Regions from separate parts of the Mus musculus genome. Here region 1 is linked to region 2. The links are chromatin contacts, called in public Hi-C maps. All regions are on one chromosome and are shown on one strand. Each heading gives the region's core, a stretch centred on a gene start, on an enhancer-like site or on the middle of the called end of the contact. The rest is flanking DNA. Distances are from core to core; before and after follow the strand shown. Region 1 overlaps Il18rap (interleukin 18 receptor accessory protein). Region 2 holds the start of Il18r1 (interleukin 18 receptor 1).

Region 1 (4,721 bases), core at 277-2,776, 76 kb before region 2:
CTCTGCCTGCTGCTGCGACAGTCCTGTTTTATGAATGAGGAGAGCGGTATATAAAGCTGCCACTTGCTGAATCACCCCAGATTGGTTAGCAAAGAGAATATTTCTAAGTCCCATAAATCCCACAAAAGTATCTTCTACAAGGTTCCTGGTAACTAGAATGAGCTAGAATTGTTTCTTCAGTCTTTCCTGGTGTAAAGCCAGAGCAAAAGGAGGAGAGGAAGGAGGAGGAGGAAGAAGAAGAGGAGGAGGAGGAGGAAGAGGAAGGAGGAGAAGATGAACAAGAAGAGGAGCAGGAAAATTAGAAGAAAAAAGAAGAAGAGTAAGAAAAGGGGGAGGAAAGACTAGGAGGAGGAGGAAGAAGAATTAGAAGAGGAAGAAGAAGAATAGAAAGAAGAAAAAGAAGAAGAGAAAGGTGAAGAGAAGGAGGGGGAGGAAGAAGGAGGATAAGAGGAGGAAGAAAAATTAAAAGAAAAAGAAGAGGGGGAAAAGAAGAGGAAGAAAAAGAGGAAGAGGAGGAGGAGGAAAAGAAGAAGAGGAAGGACCTAATCCTTCGAGATAAAACACTACCTATCAGGCATTAGCTACCTCTGACTTTTCTCATGGGCTCTGGCTGGCAGGAGGCATGTGAAATCACAACTAAGACAGTTCTAAGAAAAGAGAGCCAATAGATAGGGAATAACTAAGTAACAGTGTCTTGTCATTTAGACAGGGAGTGGCACACTGGGTGTTCTTACCCCCCAGAGTCTCATCTTTGTTCTTGTAGGTTCGACAGAGCAGGACAACTTCAATCCAGTACCAGTAGAGGAAAGCAGCTGCCACCAGAACGCCCACCAGCATCAAGGCCGTGCCGAGAAGGATGTATACAAACACCACTAAGGGAAACACAGAGATCTGAGCAAACACATCTAGACCAACACAGCCTATTATGTAATAGAAAGCCATGCTGCTATCTCTGTCATCTCAAGTCTGGATGGAATTTTCCACAATTAACTCTAGAGAGCCAGGTTGATGGGAAATTCCTGATGAGCTGACCTACGATGCTGAGTCATTTTACCTATTTTTGTTCCTACAAATGTCTATAGAGCTCATCTGTACCTTTCCTGTTGCCTGTTGTAAATTACATTTGCGGGTGCTCATCCCCATGGAAGTCTAAACATTCCTAGACTAGGAGTCACATCAGCACCTTGCACCCTCCATGACTCAACTTATAAATAAGGGATCTGCATAGGAAAGCTACCGTCATGGCACACTTACAGTGTCACACTATGGCCAGAGGACATTTACTCTGCTGGACTGTGTTCCAGTCATCGACTGAGCAAGTCCATGATTGGCCCAACCTCATCCCTGGACATCTTGCTAAGGATGGAACTGTTCCTCATGGGCATTTCTCAGAGTTCTTGTCATGGTCTCTGGAAGCCAGCAGGGGCAAATGGCAAAGAAAGTGATGTCTGCACACTGGGCTGTCCCAGTGGGTGGGGGTAGGTGGGGCTGGGGATTCTTGTAGGTACAAGAGGGATAAGTAGGTTAATTGAGTGCTTTAGGGAATGAGTAAGTGGGAAGGCTATATGAATGGGCAACAGCATGAACAGAAAGTCTGGGTGAGTTGAGTAATGGGTTCTTCTGCACACAAATTAGTTGTTACAAAGCTCAGGTCAAAGTCAGTTGTATGGTCATAGTCAAGGCCTTAAAGGAACTACCACGGCAAAGTGCTTTAGTGTCTGGAAAGCTTTCACAGCTAACACTGATGCTCTTTTTGGGAAAATGCCCCTTCCCCTTTCAAGAAGAACAGTTGTCAATCTCTGGGAACAAACTTCTAGGCTTACCCTCTTCCTTCTTCCTCAGCCGTATGGTCCGTGTTGTGTTCCCAATGGAGTTCTGGGCAAAGCAAACAAACTTTCTGCTGAGATCTCTCTGGGTAACTTCTCTCAAGAAGATGGTACGTTCAATGACTTCATTCTTGAAAGTGGATTGAATTCTAGAAAAGGAGGGGGAAATTCACACCCACTCAGGAAGATCAACTGCCATTCGTGAAGCTGTGCTCAGAAAGCTGACGAAGAGCCAGTAGGAATTTCTCGTAAGAAGACTGTAAAAGATCAGAGACAGACAGAGGAGGCTTGTTCTTCATCAATGGATGGAATCTGCTAAGGCTTTGCACTAAAGCACAAGTTACGTGTGGCCCTCCTCTGGACTTCACTGTAAGAGTCCCCCTTTGGGAATGAAGAATATTGATAATTTATGAACAGTCTCCCTCTGTAGACTGTTTCCTTCCCAAGCATGAAGCCCTAAATTTAATCCCCGGAGCACATGTAAAAAGCCAGGTGTGGTAGCGTGTACGTGTAATGCCAGCATTGGGAAAGCAGACAGAAGTGGATCCGTATGGCTCAGTGGCCAGACAGCCTAGTTCAGTCAGGAAGAAATTCTGCCCCCCACCCCCAACCCCAAACAAGATTAGTGAACTTTGAGGAATGAAAGATGAGATTTACCCCTAGCCTCCAAATGCAAGTACACATATGTCTACATACACCTACACACCTACACACCTACACACACACACACACACACACACACACACACACACACACATCATACCACACCACACCTAATTCCTCTTGAGGCTTGCTACCAGGTACTTGGCTGAGCACTGACTATGGACTCTTTAATCTCTTCCTTCCTCACAACACAAACTCTAAGGAGTCAGGATATGAACATCCTGACTTGGTAGTGTCAGGGGCAAAGTTCAGTGGAGGAAGAGTGGTGCTGGCCACAGTAGTGACATCATCATTACTGTGTGACTTTAGTATGTCCCACCTCCAGCCTGGCACCCAGATCTCTGACCCACCCAGAAAACTGACTTTCTGCATTTACTTAGTTCCCATTTTCTATGTCTGCATCATTCAGTGGTCACATTAAGGGACCATGTTCAGATGGGTCATGCCGCTGTGAGCCTACAATCAGTCCACAGAAGTTTTCTGCTTGCCACACATTCTGAGGTACATGTGGCTTCTACCTCATCTGTCCCTTATGGTGACCTTGAGAAATGAGGTTTTCTGTCATATACCTAGGAGATGGGGCCTCCCTCACAGAAGGCCAGAGTCACCTCGCCACTCCTGGAAAGCAGACTAAAATCCACAGGTGGGGTGGCTTGAGAATCTGGGCTCTGCCTCACTTCTCCTACGTAGAGTCTCATGCAGCATCCGTTTGAAATCCAATGTGTTCCTTGATGTTAGAACCTCTTGCTGAATGGCGTTTCCCTCAGTAAAATCTTTCCTTTACTGTTTATCTATACTTTTCAAAATATTACATTAGTCCAGTGAAATCCTTGAAAAACTAGAGAGAACATGCTGTGGATTCTTATCTGGAGGGGTTTCTAATACAGAAAATTGGTAGGACACATCTCCAATTGACATGTCTGACTGGCCATGATGGGTCCCAGATCCTTTGCTCTAGGATAGAGACTTACTTTTCTAGACATTGGAGGGCTTGGCTCTGAAGGTCTACAGTTTTCCTTTCAACTGGTCAAGTTCTCTCTCCTATAAACTCTGGGGAGTCTGTTAGTCACAGATAACAAATGAAGTCTAGTTATCATAAAATGTTTCAGCCTGCTAGTATTCCAAGACAGACATCTCTCCTCTAAGGCTCTATTCCAGGGTAGAGCCATGTCACCTATTCTCTTTTGCCAGAATCTATGCTATGGTGCCATTTCCTTAGCACCGAATAAAAGCAGAGTTGAAGATTTGGTGGGGCAGGAACCACCCTCTTTAGTTTGCTTTTAGAAAAAAAAAAAAAACCCTTTTGTGGGCTGAGGATTTGGCCTAGTAATAGAGTATGTGCTCAGCACAGTGGATGTCCCTTTTACCAAGACAAAATATGAAAGCTTGGGATATTGTTCAGTTGGTAGAGTGCTGGCCTAGAATGCATGATGCTCTTGGTTCAAACCCAAACATACAGAGGATATTGTGGTACATGCCTCTAATTTCAGCATTTGAGAAATTAAAACTTCTCCCACATAGAGAGTTTGAAATACATGAGATCCTGTCTCAAAAAATTAAATTAAATTAAATTAAATACACTTTAACATGGTCTAAGGTATTTGAAACCATTGTGCAAACATCACAGGGTATTTAACACAGGCAATATGTCTCTAACATCACTAGGTGATACAGTCTTAGGGGGTCTACTATTATATATAATTCCATCATTGACTAAATCTTCTGTATATCTAGTTTACTTTATGGCCTCATAAAGAGAAATGAGAAATGGAGTGCCTCTGAATTTTAAATAAATATGATAGATGAGAGATAAGAGAGAGAGAGATAATAGACAGATGATAGATATTTGATAGATGGATGGATGGATAGATAGACAGACAGACAGATAGTGTTTACATAGTTTTATTTTCACACTAGTAGGCACAAGTGACTACCCCACCACCATAGATTCTGTTTAGCAATTTCTAAAGGTTTGAAAGCACTAGTTTTGGTCATGATCGGTCATGATCGCAATCTTTTTCTTACCTTTTCTCCTCAAATACTGACATTTCCCACTCCTGTGTAGATTCTTTGACATACCACTTTATCACAGGCTTTGAAAGTCTTTGGAAGCCAAACTGTACTCTGCAGGGGAGAGTTAAAGGCTTTCCTGAAAATGCAGAGGTCAAGAAAACAGGAGGTGAGCGTATCAGAACATTGATGTGATGGGGAAGGACCATAAGGCTGCATCAG
Region 2 (5,319 bases), core at 2,401-4,900:
AGGAACTGGTGTTTTTTCATGTAGGAATTTTAAGGATTGTTAGTGTTCTCTTGCTGAGTTTTTCATTTTGCATTGTTTTGCTTTGATGTAACTTGAAGTAACTTACTTTTCTTCTTTATTTTTTTTCTAATTTGTAAAATAATATCTGCCTAATGTAGAATGTTTATAAAAACAAAGAGTAAATATAAGAAAAATTTCTCACAATGCACCATATTTCCCTATCCTTCTTGTAATTTTTGTATTTGTTTTCAATAATGAAATGATGCACAAGTAACTTCCTGTCTTGTCTGTCCCTCAGTTTTATGGGGTACCACTGTGGGCACCAGGCTGCCTGGATCTGAATCTTCAAGCCTTTCCTTTACTGGCTTAACAATCATGGGCCAGTCACCATGCCTAGCTGAGCTCAGAGTCCTTTATCCACAGGAGGGAATGACAGGTCTACCTCCCTGTGCAAAAGTGTTCCTGCCCAAAATGTCTAAAGAATAATGTCATCTAGTTATCGGCTCCTACCACTGTCCTTATTTCTTATCATTTTACTCGTGTTGGGATATGGTAGGACAGAAAAGAGGCCAAAAGCATGATGAATGCTTGCTACCCAGCCACATTCCAGAAATGTCTTGGCAGCTTCTACCTGCCTCAAGAGTGCAAGAAACTTCCCACCACACCCAGGTCAACACATTCTACCCCACTCTTCACATCTAACTAGGCCATCCAAGTGGAACAGGCCTCTGGTGTATTTGAATCTGCTTTTTCTTTTTATTATATATGATTTAAATAATCACATAATGCTAGCTGTTTCAGTTCATGATTATCAACTCTTCCATTGCAAGTGATTCTTTCTCAATTCCCCAATGTCTGGAATTCTACCCAATTTGTTTAATTTCTCTTTTGGCATATTAGCATATAGAAAACTTTATAACCATGCATACAAGTCAATACTCTTGTGTGTGTGTGTGTGTCTGAGTGTGTGTGTTTCCATCATTTTAAAGTGGAGATCATTCTGTATTTCCCTCAAAGGTAACACAGACATTCCTATATTCCTCAGTTTTATGATTTCATCCTGACATTTGACTTATTTCTAAACTTACAAACATTTCATTTACTTCTTTGTCAGGAAAATGGGACCGAATTAAACTTCTACTTCCAAAATAACTATGAATTATTTCTCTGTCCAATCAATTAGTGTTACCTTTCCTTTGAAGTTGGTTGATATCCATTTACCAAGAAAAGGCTCTCCTAGAGCTCGATTGGAAATCTAGCACAGGTAGGTGCCTGGCCAAAAGCACATGTGTGTAAGCATGAACACACTCACTTTCTCTCGGTTCTCACTGTGCCAACGTTCCATAGCAGCTGATACTAACCAGCCTGAGCCACTCTATATTGGCTTCTTTGCTAAATCGTTGAATGAAAGAAGCTTACAAAATACATACAGATGCAAGTCCCGACTCATCATTCGATTTATTGCACACCTACACCATCTCTGACTTCTTAAAGCATAATGTCTTCAAAGGTTTATTTTGACAGACATGCTGCCCACTAAACACACACGGGAGGCAGCCTGAGCCCTTGACTCTTCCACATTCCCAGCTGATTCCAGTGTACAAACAAATGGAAAGCCACCAATCTATAGGTCTTGCCTGTGCACTCAGAAAAGTACATTTCTTATTAGACACATTCAGTTCATAGTTGACATAAAAAATATAAAATTAATCCATATGCAAGCATGTATGTGTGTGCTCATAAATAGAAAGGATAGTTACAAACTTAGTTGCCCAATGACATAAACTTTTCTCTAGATTAAATTAAGTGCTCTTCCAAACGTTTTGTGATCTGGAGGCATAGGGTGAAGGCCAGATGCAAGGTGACAAGTATCTCTGTCCCCCAAGACAAGGGAGTCCTTTCAAAGGATGTCAATGTGGTCATGTCCTTAGGTCCTGAGTTTCTGTTCTGTCCTTTTGGGTCCTTACCATGAGGAAACTGACCACATTCTAGTAAAAACAGTTCATCTGAGCACATAGATACTAAGCTCCTTAAAGCTTCCAGGTAAACACACACACACACACACACACACACTCACGTCCATACACACTCAGTTTCTAAGGCTGGGAGAGTGGGAAACAACTAAGCTTGTGACAGTTGAGTTTCAGTGACTCACAGGTAAACATGTCACCTCAGGGACAGTCATTGCTTAACAAAACATGACCCTGATGTATCCCTCACACTGCTTTGGTGAATTATGACACCCAATGAGGTTTTTCTTTTCCTCGCTGGGACCGCCACTGAGCTGGGCTCTCCATGACTCTTTTTAAACACGCAGTCCCTTTTGCTACAGTCTCCAATGGGTGTTTTACTTCATCTGCAGAAAGGCGAATCAGTCTGGTACAACCAACAAAAATGATCTTGAATACACCCTTGCACTTCTGCTTTAAGAAAAAAAAAAAGGTGTGCACATTTGACTTTCCATCTGTAAGGAAAGGAGAGTCATTGCTACCTCACGACACTTAGCGTAAAAATGCCTGCTGCTATTATCTCCATTTTCCAAAATGTGCCTTCACAAACATGGATCCGGACATGAAGACCATGTTCCCTTTCCCCCCCTCCCCCTCCTCTGGGACCCTATCGTCCTTGCAATATGACACGATGTTTGGCATTGTCAGGAAGCTTGCCAGTTCAGGCCAACCCTAACACACAGCACTTCCAGGGCTCCTGGACCAACCTCCACTTCCTGGTGAGGTACCCAGGAGAAGGCTCTCTGCTTTTCCATAATGTGTGCCTAAGGCAGATATTCTTGTGACTGCAGTGTGTGTGTGTGTGTGTGTGTGTGTGTGTGTGTGTGTGTGTGTGTGTTTGTGTGTGTGACTCACGAGTGTGTGCACAAGAGTGTGAGTGTACATGCATGTGTGTGGGCGCTTGTGCATGCATCAGTGCACACATATGTACATGCATGTACTCATGAGGGAGAGTGAACTATTCCCCAAATCTGCATAAATGGGTCATTCACTGATGCGATAACTGAAGATGTTCTTAGATAAATTTCTGAATATTTCTCCCCTCACACCATTTATTAAACCTGATATTGCCTGTTTCATTTGTCTCCTAAGAGGATTAAGCAACTAAAATACAGCACACCTGTGTGTATTGTCAGCAGAGGGTAAGAGCTGAACAAATCAACTGTTGCTGTGTTTTAGCTGTTCATACCTCTCTACAAAGAACATATACATTTGTACTCACTAGTTATACACACACACACACACACACACACACACACACACACACATACACACCACTCACAATTGACCTTGTTTTCAGGATCGTTGTGGGTGGTTCCTCTCCTTGCTCCAGACAGCAGAAGACAGTGAGGACTGGACATCAGAGTCTGCCCTTACCTTCAGAGAGGTGGCCCACACACAGGCCTGGGCAGTGGCTTCTCCTTCACTTACATCTGTGAAGCAGGATTCGCCCAGCAAGTGAGACTAAATACCTCCTGGTCCACAACTGTGACAACAGACAGGGAGGGAAGGCACAGTGAGGCAAGGCCAGGAGCTTGATTAGAGAGATTTGGCAAACCAGAGAATTATCGCAGGAAAAAAAAAAAAGAAGAAGAAGAAGAAGAAGCCAACGACCGGGGGTAGGGAGGTGGAGGGCTGGGAGAGGAAGATCAGAATAAGAAGAAGAAAGGAAAAGCTAAGGTTTCAGGTGGGCACCGCCTGGGATGGGAGGAGCTCCTAAGAGCTGGGGGACTGAAGCCTAGGGCGCTACAGGCTGCTCCACCCAGGAGCGCTCAAGCTTTCAGTTCTGGGAAGACCTGTACTCCTGGCAGGGTTTCTCTGCATGTCCCTGCTCACCTAAGAGCTCCACAGTTCCCAGAACTAACCCCGACACCCCACCGCTGAGGCGATAGAGCCCCTGGAGTTCTCCTGCCTGGATCTCAGCTGACTCCTCCGCCAGACCTCCAGGGAGGCACAGCCACCGCCTTTGGCTTCCCGGAACCTGCAGCCTGTCTACTCAACCACAAGAACCACCTGTGTGCCCTGTGCGCGCCACACCCTTCAGGCAGAGGGCGCTGAGAACCCAGGACTCCTGCACTGCGGGAGGAGAGTCCTTGAGACTGCCAGGCTCGCAGAGCCAACATAGTGCCAGCCAGCGCAGGATGCCCAGCCTCCTGGATGGGTGGAAAGCCACAATTGGGAAGTTATAGTGAGATTTTAAACTGTTCAAAAGAAACGAAGGCCAAACAGTATTTCTAGATTTTTTTTTTTAATAAGCTAGAACTCTTCAAACACACATGAAGAAAACACACAAGGAGTCAATGGCACAATTATTTTTGCCCAGTGAAAAATAATTTGTCATACAATAATAAATAGGAAAGGCATAACATTTTGATACATGGAAAACAAGCATTTAACAAACTTCAACACTCTTTCTACCAGAACTCACAAACTGGACAGTAGGACGGCTCCTTCCCTTCCTAATCTAATACAGAGATGGCTACAAGAGGCAACACGAGGAAACGCTTTGTTTACCTGTAACTGGTAAGCAAATAAGGTCAGCTCTGCCTGGACAAGCACTTTGAAGAAATGAGGGGAACAAAAGTAGAAATGGGAGAAAGCCCCACAGAAGACATTTTTACATGGATCATGCTTTGAACCTTTCAAAACAGTAAAATAAAACTAATATTTTGAGTTTAGCAAAAGCATCAAAGCATATGTGTGTTCATTACAGAAAAATCTATTATTTCTTCCCTTTCTTCTTCCTTCTTCCTTCTTTCCTTTCCTCCTCCTCCTCTTCTTTTTCTTTGTTGTTGTTGTTGCTGCTGCAGCTGTTGCTGTTGTTGTTAGGACAGGTTTTCTTTTTGTAGCTCTGGTGTCCTGGAACTAACTCTGTAGAGCAGGCTGGCCTCAAACTCACAGAGATCCACCTGCCTCTGCCTCCCAAGTGTGCCATGCTGCCCAGCTCAATTACATGCAAATAGTTTAGACTTATCAGAAGAATCTCGGGAACAAATAATAATTCTCTTTAGTCATTTTCCATGGATGGAGCAGCAGGCATGAGGAAGCAACTATTCCCAGGGATGAGATTGGAGAGAATTTCATTTTTAGAGGTCTTCATTCAGCACAATCATGGAATACACACTCAAACTCACACGGCTCACAATGAGATTTCATAATCACCAACATTAATATTTATCCAGTTCTTTCTGAAATCCGAATACTTCTATTTTCAGTTAGCAAAGAATCCAGCACGTTACTATGTTCCATCCAACCTAAGAAAAATTACTATCTGAGGTTGCTAAGGGACGTCCTCACAGCCACAGAGCAA

What was found. A called contact is a pair of places that touch in the nucleus more often than the background predicts.
Region 1: a contact with region 2 is called in a Hi-C map of Th1 cells, with 4 times the contacts expected there. The contact joins the enhancer-like site here to the promoter of Il18r1 in region 2. A contact is called at or near these places in 4 of 39 promoter capture datasets (the HPC-7 cell line, HPC-7-derived erythroid cells, macrophages and 2 more), 2 of 15 datasets of contacts at CTCF or cohesin (CD8 T cells and the NIH/3T3 cell line), 24 of 484 Hi-C or Micro-C datasets (B cells, CD4 T cells, CD8 T cells and 17 more), 7 of 115 datasets of contacts at active chromatin or transcription factors (CD8 T cells, the HPC-7 cell line, Th17 cells and 4 more) and 4 of 9 other capture datasets (adipose tissue, liver, macrophages and 1 more).

What each region holds. Positions count from the first base shown.
Region 1 is chr1:40,539,141-40,543,861 of GRCm38.p6, reverse strand. Il18rap (interleukin 18 receptor accessory protein) reads right to left here. Exons shown (of 13, transcript NM_010553.4): 9 at 4,515-4,638; 10 at 1,824-1,975; 11 at 735-872. Among named protein-coding and RNA genes, the nearest start is that of Il18rap, 26 kb to the right of the region's middle. Within about 2 kb of position 1,526, at least 22 of the 459 cell types and tissues checked have an H3K27ac peak or open chromatin away from gene starts, as enhancers often do. A contact at or near this core is called in Th1 cells, Th17 cells and memory CD8 T cells, where this site is marked.
Region 2 is chr1:40,464,337-40,469,655 of GRCm38.p6, reverse strand. Il18r1 (interleukin 18 receptor 1) reads right to left here and starts at 3,650. Exons shown (of 11, transcript NM_008365.2): 1 at 3,299-3,650. It overlaps Il1rl1 (interleukin 1 receptor-like 1), which reads right to left. Exons shown (of 11, transcript NM_001025602.3): 11 at 4,241-5,319.